Regions from separate parts of the Mus musculus genome. Here all the other regions are linked to region 3. A link is a contact called in public HiChIP or PLAC-seq and promoter capture Hi-C data. All regions are on one chromosome and are shown on one strand. The core of a region is the stretch at or near the end of the contact, and the rest is flanking DNA. Distances in the headings are between cores, read along the strand shown.

The links. Promoter capture Hi-C pulls out the DNA fragments that hold promoters and counts their contacts. HiChIP or PLAC-seq counts read pairs in DNA pulled down with a chosen protein or histone mark.
Region 1: a contact with region 3 is called in a promoter capture Hi-C map of liver, with 3 times the contacts expected there. The contact joins the promoter of Msrb1 here to the promoter of Tbc1d24 in region 3. A contact is called at or near these places in 4 of 39 promoter capture datasets (fetal liver, liver and pre-B cells), 1 of 484 Hi-C or Micro-C datasets (liver) and 1 of 9 other capture datasets (liver).
Region 2: an HNF4G HiChIP or PLAC-seq map of pancreatic cancer cells shows a contact between it and region 3. The contact joins the promoter of Unkl here to the promoter of Tbc1d24 in region 3. A contact is called at or near these places in 1 of 39 promoter capture datasets (pre-B cells) and 1 of 115 datasets of contacts at active chromatin or transcription factors (pancreatic cancer cells).
Region 4: a promoter capture Hi-C map of cranial neural crest shows a contact between it and region 3. The contact joins the promoter of 6330415G19Rik here to the promoter of Tbc1d24 in region 3. A contact is called at or near these places in 1 of 39 promoter capture datasets (cranial neural crest) and 1 of 115 datasets of contacts at active chromatin or transcription factors (pancreatic cancer cells).

Annotation. Positions count from the first base shown.
Region 1 is chr17:24,735,324-24,738,023 of GRCm38.p6, forward strand. Msrb1 (methionine sulfoxide reductase B1) reads left to right here and starts at 1,270. Exons shown (of 5, transcript NM_013759.3): 1 at 1,270-1,439. The coding sequence starts at 1,385. It overlaps Rpl3l (ribosomal protein L3-like), which reads left to right. Exons shown (of 10, transcript NM_001163945.2): 8 at 94-189; 9 at 399-518; 10 at 677-820. The coding sequence ends at 733.
Region 2 is chr17:25,186,953-25,189,804 of GRCm38.p6, forward strand. It overlaps Unkl (unkempt family like zinc finger), which reads left to right and starts at 1,448. Exons shown (of 15, transcript NM_001197024.1): 1 at 1,448-1,540; 2 at 2,514-2,723. The coding sequence starts at 1,464. BC003965 (cDNA sequence BC003965) reads left to right here. Exons shown (of 2, transcript NM_183150.2): 2 at 1-710. Gm52286 (a long non-coding RNA gene) reads right to left here and starts at 2,518. Exons shown (of 2, transcript XR_003952239.1): 1 at 2,164-2,518; 2 at 1,102-2,057.
Region 3 is chr17:24,204,207-24,207,045 of GRCm38.p6, forward strand. Tbc1d24 (TBC1 domain family, member 24) reads right to left here and starts at 1,356. Exons shown (of 8, transcript NM_173186.4): 1 at 1,268-1,356. Ntn3 (netrin 3) reads right to left here. Exons shown (of 6, transcript NM_010947.3): 6 at 1-2,741. The coding sequence ends at 2,392.
Region 4 is chr17:23,549,494-23,552,193 of GRCm38.p6, forward strand. 6330415G19Rik (RIKEN cDNA 6330415G19 gene) reads left to right here and starts at 1,306. Exons shown (of 2, transcript NR_126484.1): 1 at 1,306-1,407. n-TRccg2 (a tRNA gene) reads right to left here and starts at 842; the gene lies at 770-842. It also overlaps the pseudogene Casp16.

The sequences.
Region 1 (2,700 bases), core at 20-2,519, 530 kb after region 3:
GCACCCTGGGGTCTGCGCATAGGGCTCCCTCCCACTACAGCCTCCTAACTTGGCTGCCCTGTTCCTGGCTTGGTGTGGTCTGTCTCCCTGTAGGGTGGCTTCCCCCACTATGGGGAAGTGAACAATGACTTCATCATGTTAAAGGGCTGCATTGCAGGTACCAAGAAGCGAGTGATCACTCTGAGAAAGGTCAGTGCTGCTTGGCAAGCTGGGGAGTGGACTCCAGTGGCCTGTTCTGTCCTTTAGCGTGCTCTGTGGTGGGTTGTGTGGTGGGAGAGTAAAGGAAGGGGGTCTGGCAAGAGCGAGGGATTGACTGAGTCCTCCTTGGTGTGAACTGGAGGTCACAGGAGGAGTCGGGGCCCTCTGTCCTTGACATCTCTTCTCTCTTGGATACCCAGTCCCTTCTGGTGCACCACAGCCGCAGGGCCCTGGAGAATATTGAGCTCAAGTTCATTGACACCACTTCTAAGTTTGGCCACGGATGTTTTCAGACAGCGCAGGAGAAGAGGGCCTTCATGGTGAGCTAGTCCCACTTGTTCCAGAGAGGAACTAGAAGAAGGGGCCTTTTTAGCAAACCAGTAGAGCAGGCCCTAGGTGGCCCTGGCACTGGCCGTAGGTAGTATTTCTTGACTGACTCTCCTGACTAACTCTCATCTTGTCTCCTCACCTTAACCAGGGTCCCCAAAAGAAACATCTGGAGAAAGAGAAGCCGGAGACCTTGGGAAACATGTAAGATGTCTGGAATGGAGCACACCTGGGATGTAGCACTCTTGCTATCTGTCCGGTCCTTTTTGTTCAATAAAGTCCTGAGGCAACTCTCTCTGTCTGTCTCTGTGTGTCTGTCTCTCTTCCACATTCCCTGGGAGGCTTGATGTAGATCTTAAGCCTGGGTCGGAGGTTGGGTGATCCCAGACGCGGGCGCAAGGTTTAGCGCCAGATAAGAGGGCTATAGATACAGCTGGGTAGATGCGCCTCCACGCCAGTTGCACAATGGTATTAGTAGTAGCTACCATTGGCTAGTACCAATGTTTATAGCCTAGCCGCTGTACTGGAGCTTAGCATAGGTTTGGCCTTCATCTTAACAGCTAAGCTTCCTGGGAGCGGCTCCCTGGGCGGGGCCTTCTAGAGGCGGAAGTAAGGACGTGATCTCTGGGTAAACTTGGCTGGATGGGTGGGGTTTAGGGCCTATGGGAGGAGAGACTCCTTGAGGGCGGGGCTGCTAGGAGGCGGCCGTGGGGAATCCAAGAGTGACTGGTCCCCTCTAGGGGCGGGGCTTATGGCGAATCGGAAAGTGATTGGTTATTGGGACTGGGTCGGGTTTGAGTCCAGATCTTAGGGTTTTACCCGGACCTGGCTGGGAGCTTTTGCCTGTCCCGTCGCGACCATGTCGTTCTGCAGCTTCTTCGGAGGCGAGGTTTTCCAGAATCACTTCGAGCCAGGTACACCCCGTGGCATTAAAGCATACATTGCCTCCTGGGGAGCTGTGGAGTTCCCGAACCGGGACTGGGCTAGTGTGGTTGCCGAGGAGAAGCGAGCCTGGGAAAAAAGAACTTGGAGGAGGGGAGCTGGGTGGCCAGGGCATTCTGGAGCAGGAGGACTTGAGAGGAGAAGGGACATTCCGGTAGACTCTGTTCTCGAGGGGGACAGGCCTTGAACTTCAAATGTAGATCTCTCTGGGGGATTCTCTGGGCCAGATGCGTAAGGGTGATGCCACCGGATGGTGTCAGAGTGGTCTGAACTTTAGAGCGGAATGATGGTGGTATGTGGTCCAAGGTCAGTGTTGGAATTTGCCCTGACAATGTACCCCCTCGCCCACCCCACCCCCCCGCCTGCAACCCCTGATTTGCTTGGATGAGCGGACAAGCTCTGCACTTGCTGTTCAATCCGGAATGTGCTGTCCCAGATGTCTCTCCGTCCTCTGCGTTGGTTGTCAATGGGTTCTTGCCAGCATAAATGAAGTTTGACCAGTACTGTGAGAGACGTTGCTTGGCTCCCTTCTTGCTGGGTTCTGCTGATCTGGACTAATTTGGTAAAAACTATGGCACTGGCGTTCCAGGGGCAGGATCTGTTTGTTAGATGTCAGTCCTCTAGAGGGCAGGGCTGTGACAATGGGCACCTCTATAAGCCAGTTGTTGTAATACAGGGTTGCTGGGAAGAGACCTCCCTTGAATTCTTTTTGGCTACAACACTCCAGTTGCCCTCAGGCTACCCTGGCAAGCTAGACACTCACTCAGTTTTGCTTCCTCTCCAGTTCCTGATACAGGTTGAAAGAACAGTTCAGACTCCAGGGTGTCTGTCCTCAAGTGGTGGGTGACCGATGATTCAGTACCCTGCAGGTTCCCATTTTTAAGTCTTTCAAACAGTTATGTAATTCAGTTTTGCAACCATCCTTACCCCTTCCACTCATGTGATCTTTTGGGGACAGGTTGAAACCTTTCTTCCCAGCTGCTGTTTTCTGGGGTTCCCTATTTGGCTTGGAAGACTGTCCTCTAGGGCCAGTCTGTTCCTAAGACCGGAGCTGATATCCATGGTATCCAAGACTGTTGACTAGCAGAGATGCCCACTTGAGAAAGAGGACCAAGTGGTTACACTGGCAGTTAGGAGCCCTACTGTGTGGAGCTTGTCTAAGGGTAAAGGGAGGCCACTATCCGACTTCTGGGAGTTTTCTCTTGGCCACGTACTGTATTGTGTGTCTGCAGC
Region 2 (2,852 bases), core at 198-2,697, 980 kb after region 3:
CGTCTGGCCCTTATGTGGGTGTCACAGGTGATGTCTGCAGAGGAATAAAACACATCTTTTGATGAGAGACCTTTGCCCATGTCCACAGTCAAGGTCGCTGAGTTCCACCATCACTGCTATTTGCTCTCTGTCACACCTTACAGAGCCAGCTTCTCTCTCTCTCTCTCTCTCTCTCTCCCTCTCTCTCTCTTTCTCTCCCTCTCTCTCTCTCAGATTCCTTAGGTTGTCTTGTGTGTTTCTCCAGGCTGGACTTGGGGGTTGACCTAGTTTTCATTCCCTATCCCTCAGCAGTCTGAGACACATTTATTCCTCTGTAGGTTCCCCTGTCTGCCCTTCCCTGCTTGCTCATTCTTCTATTTGATCTTTGAAAAAACAATGTTTCTGTTTGCTGGGACTGCCTACAGCTCACTATCCATCCACATGCTTGTGCAACCATTAAAATAAGTCCTTTAAACTAAGTTAACTTCAGGGTCTGTGGGCTAGGGGAAATGCTCAGGGATAAGTGCTTAGCCGGCATGGACCTGGGTCCGGGCACGCACATGGCTCCGGGTTCTACCTCTAGCACCCAAACCAAACCAACTCACTCTCCAAAGTTGTCAACAACTCAAAGAATTTGTCTACAAAAATGTCATATGAAGAAGTCAGTAATCCTACCAGCAAATGGTAATTTTACCTTACTAGTACTTTAAAATATAGCATACATACCTGGACCGTGTATGTCTCTCTGTTAATATTTTAGATCGTGTTTCTGGAAATGGGATAGGTTTTCTGTAATCCTCCTTTCTGAAAACATCCCTCTCTTTTCTGCCCATTCCTTTCAGAACACTTGTGGCTGTGCTACTCAGACTTTATCCCTCAGAGCACACCCGCAGTTAGCAGAGGAGCTGTGGTCACTTTACACACCAGTGAATGCTAGCCCTGGGTTCTCCCGAATTCATCCTAGCACTTGCGAGTCCTGCCCGCCACGTGCAGTTAGCATTCTGCGGACCCCAGATCAGTCTGATTACTGACCACCCTGTACATCCTTTACCCGATGGGCTCATCTGGCAGCATCTTACGCTGTGTTTTTAAAAAAGTGGCTCAACAGAATTCACACTCGGATTATCCTTAAATTCACAAATTTAATAAAGGGGCGACCATCGTCACAGTCTAATTATAGACTTTTTCCAGTTCAAAGAAACCTGTGCCCAACAGCAGCCCTGGACGCAGAGGCCATCATGGGGACTCTACACCAACGGGCGTGTCCCGCCTTGCGCCTGTAACTTGCTGCCGTGGTGGGCCGGCAGAACCTGTGTGTCACCCCCGCCGCACAGCGCGCGTGGGCGAGGGGTCGGTGGGGGCGTGGCCGGCGTGGCGTGCCCGGGGGTGTGGCCGGCGCGGCGGGGGGCGCAGGGGGCTCGGTGCGGGGGGGAGATCCGGGGGCGCCGGCGCGGCGCATGCGCGCTGCATTGTTTTGACTGAAAATGCCGTCGGTTTCGAAAGCGGCGGCGGCGGCGCTGAGCGGGTCCCCCCCGCAGACAGAGAAACCAACCCACTACAGGTCAGTGCCTGGGCTGCGGTCCGTGGCCTTCTGGGCGCTGCGGCGCAAAGCAGCGGCCCGCGTGCGCCACGGGCCCCGGTGTCGCCGCTGTGGGTGCGCCCCGCCCGCGCCCGCGCCCCCGCCGCCAGCTCTTGCGGGTCACGCCGTCCAGGCGCGGGCCGCCGCCTAAGGTGGAGTGGCAGCGCCCAGGGTTTTCGGTGACCCCTGGCTTGGGGGCTGGACTTGCTCCTGGTCTCCGGCGACCCCGCGCGCCAGACTGGAGTCTGGGGAACAGCGCCTGCGTTCGTAGCTCAGGGCCGCGCCTGGGCTGGAGGTGGGCGCACGGCCATCCGGACTCGAGCAGTCGCTGCCTGAGGTTGAGAGGCGGTTCCGGGGTCTGGGGTGACCTCTGGGCTGGGGGCGGAGCCGCACCTAGAGTCCGGTGGCCGCTTGGTTGTGAGCCCGGGGGTCGTTTCTGCGGCGCAGAAGAGGGGTTGCGCCTGGTGTGGGCGGGTGGCGCTTGCAGTCCATCTGGAACCTATGAAGGTAGTCGAGCGGGAGACCGGGACTGAGGATTGAGAGGTGGCTCCAGGGGTCAGGGACTAGAAGGGGGCAGAGAATGGAGTGTACTTCTGTAGAGTTACCTGGGATCAGAGTTGGTGATGGCCTGCTAAGAGGAGGTCTATGCCTCGTGTCCGGGAATCTTCTTATCTGGGGACTGGGAAGTGGTATTTGGGGTCAGGGAACGGAGAGTCTGCCTGACTGGAGTTACCTGGTCTCCGAGTTGGGAAGTGACACCCGGGGTGCTTTTAAAAAAGGAGGGTACCGGGCCATGGCAGTCAGGATCGCTCAGTGTGTGTGTGTGTGTGTGTGTGTGTGTGTGTGTGTATTGCCGGGGGTGGGGGATGCTTCTCGTCTGGGACCCTGCCCCGCCGCATCCCAGGGGCCTCCAGCCGGCGGTGGCTGCGGCCCGCAACGCTGTTTGTCTTTTTAGGTATCTAAAGGAGTTTAGGACAGAGCAGTGCTCCCTGTTTTTGCAGCATAAGTGCAGCCAGCACAGGCCGTTCACCTGTTTCCATTGGCATTTCCTAAATCAGCGTCGTCGCAGACCGCTCCGACGACGCGATGGCACCTTCAACTACAGCCCGGACATATACTGCTCCAAGTACGATGAGGCCACCGGCCTGTGTCCCGATGGTGATGAGTAAGTGGGGTTCCGGTGGGTGGCTCATGGTCTTTCCTCAGGATTGGTGTTGACTCTCTGATCAACAGGTTTTTGAGGTTTCTGGTTTTTTGTTTTTTTGAGACAGGGTGTCTTTATGAAGGCCTGGCT
Region 3 (2,839 bases), core at 106-2,605:
GTGCCTGGCTAACTGAATGCCAGACCATGGGGGAACAGGGACAACACGATGTGGCTCCAGGCCTATCCACACGCAGACTAGATTCTAAATACAGCTGTCACTACCCTAAGTCTTTATCTGAGTACTGGGGAGATTAGGTGAGGATTAATCATCAAGGAAGCACACAGAGCCCTCATAGCACTCAATATGAATGGTCACTATCAAATATTTGAAATTTCTTAACCATTTGTCGTCTGGGTTGGTCTTGACACCAACCCAGAACTGACATCAGATAGAGCTTGAGAGAACACAAATACAGCCATCTCCACAACAATTCAGTGAACAATGACAGGTGCCTATTGGGGACAGGGGTGTGAAAATGAGAATGGAGTCATTGTCCCCAAGTAGATGACATGGCAACGCATGCCATGGGACAGTTGTACCAACTGCCTGGGAGTAGCTTGCTGACCTTCCAGCAGAACATGGTGAGACAAGGAAAATCCTTTATTTACCTTGGAAAGACAGCAACACAACCGCCCAAATGGCCAACCTATGCCTGCATATGTCCGGGCTGGGCTAGACAATCTTTGGCCTTTAAAGTTAGCCCAGTGAGTCCCCATCCAAGAAGGCCAGAGCACTATTTCTGAACTGAGTCAGGTCTGTCAAGGAAAATCTGTGGTCAGGCTGCCAGCACCCAGCAGACTGACTTCTGTCATGTGCAGCCCACCCCGTGTGGTGCCAGCTCTGCCCTCCAGCTGTTATTCAAAACTCCTGAAGCACAGGGCCAAGCTAAGGCACAGGTGACCAAGGCATGTCAGGGACACTGGCTGGATAGGGCTCTCAGGCTGGGAAAGTCCCTAAGCTTCAGGTGGGCAGTTGTGTCATCTTTGGCAAGTGAAGGGCCTGGGTTGTTGCAGGTCTCCGAGGGCAAAGGTATATGAACACTGCTGCAATTTCGAACGAATACAGAAAGAGGATTTCCTATTCCGCAGGGACGGAAAGTGCCCCAAGGGAAGGTTGACACAGAGGCAGTTCTTGCCCACGACACAGAGCCCAGAGAAGGCAGGGATGATCGAGGAAAGCCGGGCCTGCCCAAAGGGTTCTGACTCCGGGGCCCACGTCACGCACGCAGCATTAGACTCTGGAGCCCCCTAACCCGCAGCGACCAAGACACGGAGCACAACCCGTGCCCCCCTCCCTCAGTACATCCGTGCCGCCGGTCAGCGCACCGTGGCAGTGACACCCCCACACCCCGCGTCCAGCCGCCACGCCCCCGCCGCGCACCCACCTCGGCGCGCCGCACCGCACCTCTCCCTTCGGCTCTCCGCTGGACCGCACTGGACTTTCTGCGCACGCGCGTAGGCGGCCCCGCCCCACAAGCACGCGCTTGCGGGCTGCCCACCCCGAGTGCCCCGCGTCTCAGTGCTGCCGGCTCTGAGCATGCGCATTTGCGCCCGGCGGCGGCCAAGTCGGGAGCATGCGCTAGCCAAACAGCGGTTCCCGCGCTAAGGGGCGGGGGCTCGCCTAAAGAGGTGGGGACCCTAGCGCCTGGTGTAAGGCAAAGTCACGGACGACTAGAACTCCGACGGCTGCCCGTGGAAGTCGCCTCTGGTCCGGTCACACGTGGACCTGATCTGCCCCTTCTCGACGTCCAGTCTTGAGCGGATAGAGTGTAGGGCTCCTAGCTAGGGGCAGGACCTGTGTCATGGAGCCAAGAGGCCAAGACTGGTAGGAGTCGTGGTAGAAAGCGACAGCTGGATGGACCCCAGAAAAGGGTACAACGGAACAAGAAAGATATGGGACACAGGCAGTGATGCAGCTGCGGATGGGGACACGGTCACGTGACCGGCAGAGGCAGGCCAGAATGGATATGGGGACAAGATCCATGACACTGGACAGGGGAGCCTACAATACTCTTTGTACATTCCCGGCTGGAGGGCAGAGACGTCGCTGTCTTGGCTGTGCAATTGAGCCACAGCCCCTGCAGCGGTGTACAGGCAATTATGGTGGCAACAGTGGTTTTGGAGAGGTTGGAGAACTCTAGTGTATCACAGCATCAGAGAGTTGATGAATCACATTGGCCCGTGGGATGTGCTCAAACCCCAGAGGGATCATCCTAGCATCCCCTGGGAATAGGCGGGTTCACACCTTTAAGAGACGTCGGGTATCAGCCAAGAGGGATAAGATCAGGGTCCTCTGAGCTGCCCTAGGAGCCTCCAGATAGCTCTTAGGGGCCATCATACTCCTCTAAGTTGGGGGTAGGGTATCGCCAAATAGGTTTCAAGCGGGGATGGGGGTAGGGGGAAATTAGATGGCGATGCACGTGACACTTCCAGCCTAGTGCTCTGATGAACGCGCCGCGCCCAGTGATAAGAGAGCTGAGTCCGCCCAGTCCACGCCCAGCTTGCAGATTCAGGCGGTCCCGCAGCGCCCCCGCCGCTCTCTCCTCTGCAGCCTCCGCAGGCGCCGGGTCCAGGCGTCTCTCCAAGGCAGCACGAGGCTTCCACGGGCAGCACTGAGCCCCTGTCCCCGGCCCGCTGTGCTCCCAGCTGCAGCCCCCGGCCCACCTCCCAGCAGCAAGTAACGCCGGCCGGGCAGGAGGCGCGGGCAACCGCAGGCCGCGTCTAGAGTTGGTACCCACAGCGCGCTGCTCCCGCGTCGAGCGCGTTCCTCGCCGCTGCGGAACACAGCAAGCACCGCTACCGGAAAGCGTGTCCACGAGCCGCGGGCCTCACCGCGTGCACCCACTGCCACCTGCACCGCTGCGGGGGGGGCGTGGAAAAGCGATCAGGTTAAGTGGGGCAGGGCCGGAGGGGTCTGTATAGAGAAGCATAGAATGTCCAAATGGCTTAGGAGAGAC
Region 4 (2,700 bases), core at 56-2,555, 650 kb before region 3:
CTCATGTGTGTGTCTGATATAACATATTTGCAAGCTTTATTAAGCCACTGTAACATTAAAGAGAAAATTATTCTGCACAAGGCTCTGTCACGTGAGCTGGTACCCCGCCCTCCCATTCTGTGGTTCTCCTGGGAGTTGTAGGGATGACAACGGTTCCACTTAGACCGAATCCCTTAAATAGAGATATCCCACACACACACACCAGGTTAAATGTCAACTCAATCTGGGACATATTCTTGCTATTTAAAAATTTATATTTACACTGGACCTGTAAGGAGACGCCTCTGTTGTTGTTGAGACAGGATCTCATGTAGCCCAGTGGCTTTTAATTCCCCTGCCTCCGCCTCCTAAATACCGGCATTACAGGTGTGCCTGGACATTGTAAGAAATCTAATTTTCTTACTGTTTCATGGATTTTAAAGCTGTGGACATATAAACCGAATTTACTGCTTTAGTTATTTTCAAGTGTTCAGTTCAGTGACAATTGCATTCACCCAGATAGCCTACTGAGTTTTTTATTTTAATCAAATGTCTTTAACGTTCCCTTGGGACACCTCCCACCCACCACGTAAGCAATCCAATCTAGCATCTATTCGGTTCCTTTCCTTGGCACTAATTCGAGCTGCTCGTAGTCTGTCTTGAGATAATAACTTCACCTACTTAATACAAACATGCTGGTCTTCCTTCCGGGGTACCAGACAAGAGTTTGAAAAGCAAATTTGAGAATGGGAAATTTTAAGGTAGGTTTTTAAAAAGCAAATGCACGCAGCGACCACGAAGGGACTCGAACCCCCAATCTTCTGATCCGGAATCAGACGCCTTATCCATTAGGCCACGCGGCCCTACACTGACTCAGGCCTTAGCTCTCTCCATAAGACTTATTCAAGCGCCTACTGCGCATGCTTAAACCAAAGAAAAATCCTACCTATTGAGCCAATCTATTTAGTGACAGTCTCAAAGGAGCCTCCACAAGTTTGAACCGATATAATCAGACTCCTGAGCAGTCAGTCAGCAGAAGCCCTTCCGGATCCTAGAGGCTCGTCTTTCAGATCTCCTCCATTGGCTGGCCCTCAACTCAAGACCAGGGACAACCCACATGAACTTGCCCTATCACGTCACTGAAGTATCCACAATTGTCTTTTCCAGTCTCCAGACCCGTGCTGGCTCGCCTCTCTGGCAACTCCATGGCCCCAGCGCCATGTGGAGATTGAGACCGCCCGCATCAGGGACTCAGCGAGGCGAGAGTTATAGTTCCGGAGATGATCCTTCCCAGAACTTCTTTCTCCCTAAGCCTCTCCCAGCATATCCAGGTCAGCCTTGTGAGGTTCCGTAGTCCCAGACAGGAAGCACAGACCCGATTCAACCTCTGGTTCCCGAGAGCACAGTCGATCCCCTATCTACTACCAGGTAACTTTCCCCATTATCTCACGTATTTCAGAAAGAGCATACATTTTCCGGAGCACGCCGATCATGAACACATACATATTTATTGGCGCTATGTGAGCTCCCACGCCCAAACTGCTGCATCGATGACAGGGTGTGAAGAGGGGATGTAGGGGAAGTGGTGAGGTTGCTCGTCCTATAAACAGAGCCGGCGCCTGAGCAAGCTGCGGATCTCCAGGCAGGCTTTGCACAGCTCATCACTGTCTGGCCCCAGGACGTCCAGCTCACACACCCGCCTGTTGACCCTGTTGACACTCAGCTAGGCCCTGAGGGGCTCAGTCCATCACACCCACTGCAGTCATTGTCTGCTGGAGGGGTTTTTGCGGAGAGGTCGATACTTTCTGAAATAGTCTATGAATCCTAGGCTGGTCTCAGTCTCTGGTCCTGCCACTACCTCCCAGCTACAGGCATGCTCCTCAATGACCGACTCTTGTGTCTGTTGTTCTGTAAGCCTAAAATTTCAAGTGCTACCTAATCATCTTTGAGCCTAATACTAACCCAGCAGTTTTACATGAGCTCCTTGCTCTCAACCAAAAAGTCCCCCACCCAAAGGGAAAGGCTCCCCACCCCATATATATAATCATATAATCAGCCAGACCAGCATTGCCCACCCTGACCTCAACACAAGAAGAGGACCTCCCTATTAGCCTGCAAAACTGTACAAATGAACTGACCCTATTCTGTAACAACCCAGTGGCACCTCCCTTCCTGCACCCCCTGCTGGCTCCTTCTACTTCCCAGTATACCCCCCACCTCAGTCCCCTCCTCCCAATGGCTTCTGGTGTCCTCCTCTCCTGAACTTTATTTAGTGTATGTAATAGCTGCTGCTGAGTTTGTCTGACCAATGTGCCCTGTATTTGAGCATCTCTTGATGTGAGGGCAAGAGGGAGGGAGGGAGGGAGGGAGGGAGGGAGGGAGGGAGGGAGGGAGGGAGGGAGGGAGAGAGAGAGAGAGAGAGAGAGAGAGAGCCTTCTCCTTGCTTCTCCTTTCCCTGGGTTAAGTGGAAGGTAATGAGAACACTCCCACAGATCCAGCCCCTCTTTCTCCCCTCCTAACCCCGTTCCTCACACCTCAGTCAGCAGCTCAAGGAGATCTCTTCCAGGGTTGGCTCTGATGACCTCCACCAGTGTCTGGACAAAGTCCGAGCCCTTTTCATCCCGATAAGCCACACAGCCTAGGTGAGGGGATGGGGTCAGAGTCAACCTTGGGCTGACATCCCAACCTTCAGTGGCCTATTGTGGGTGGAAGAAGTGAGGA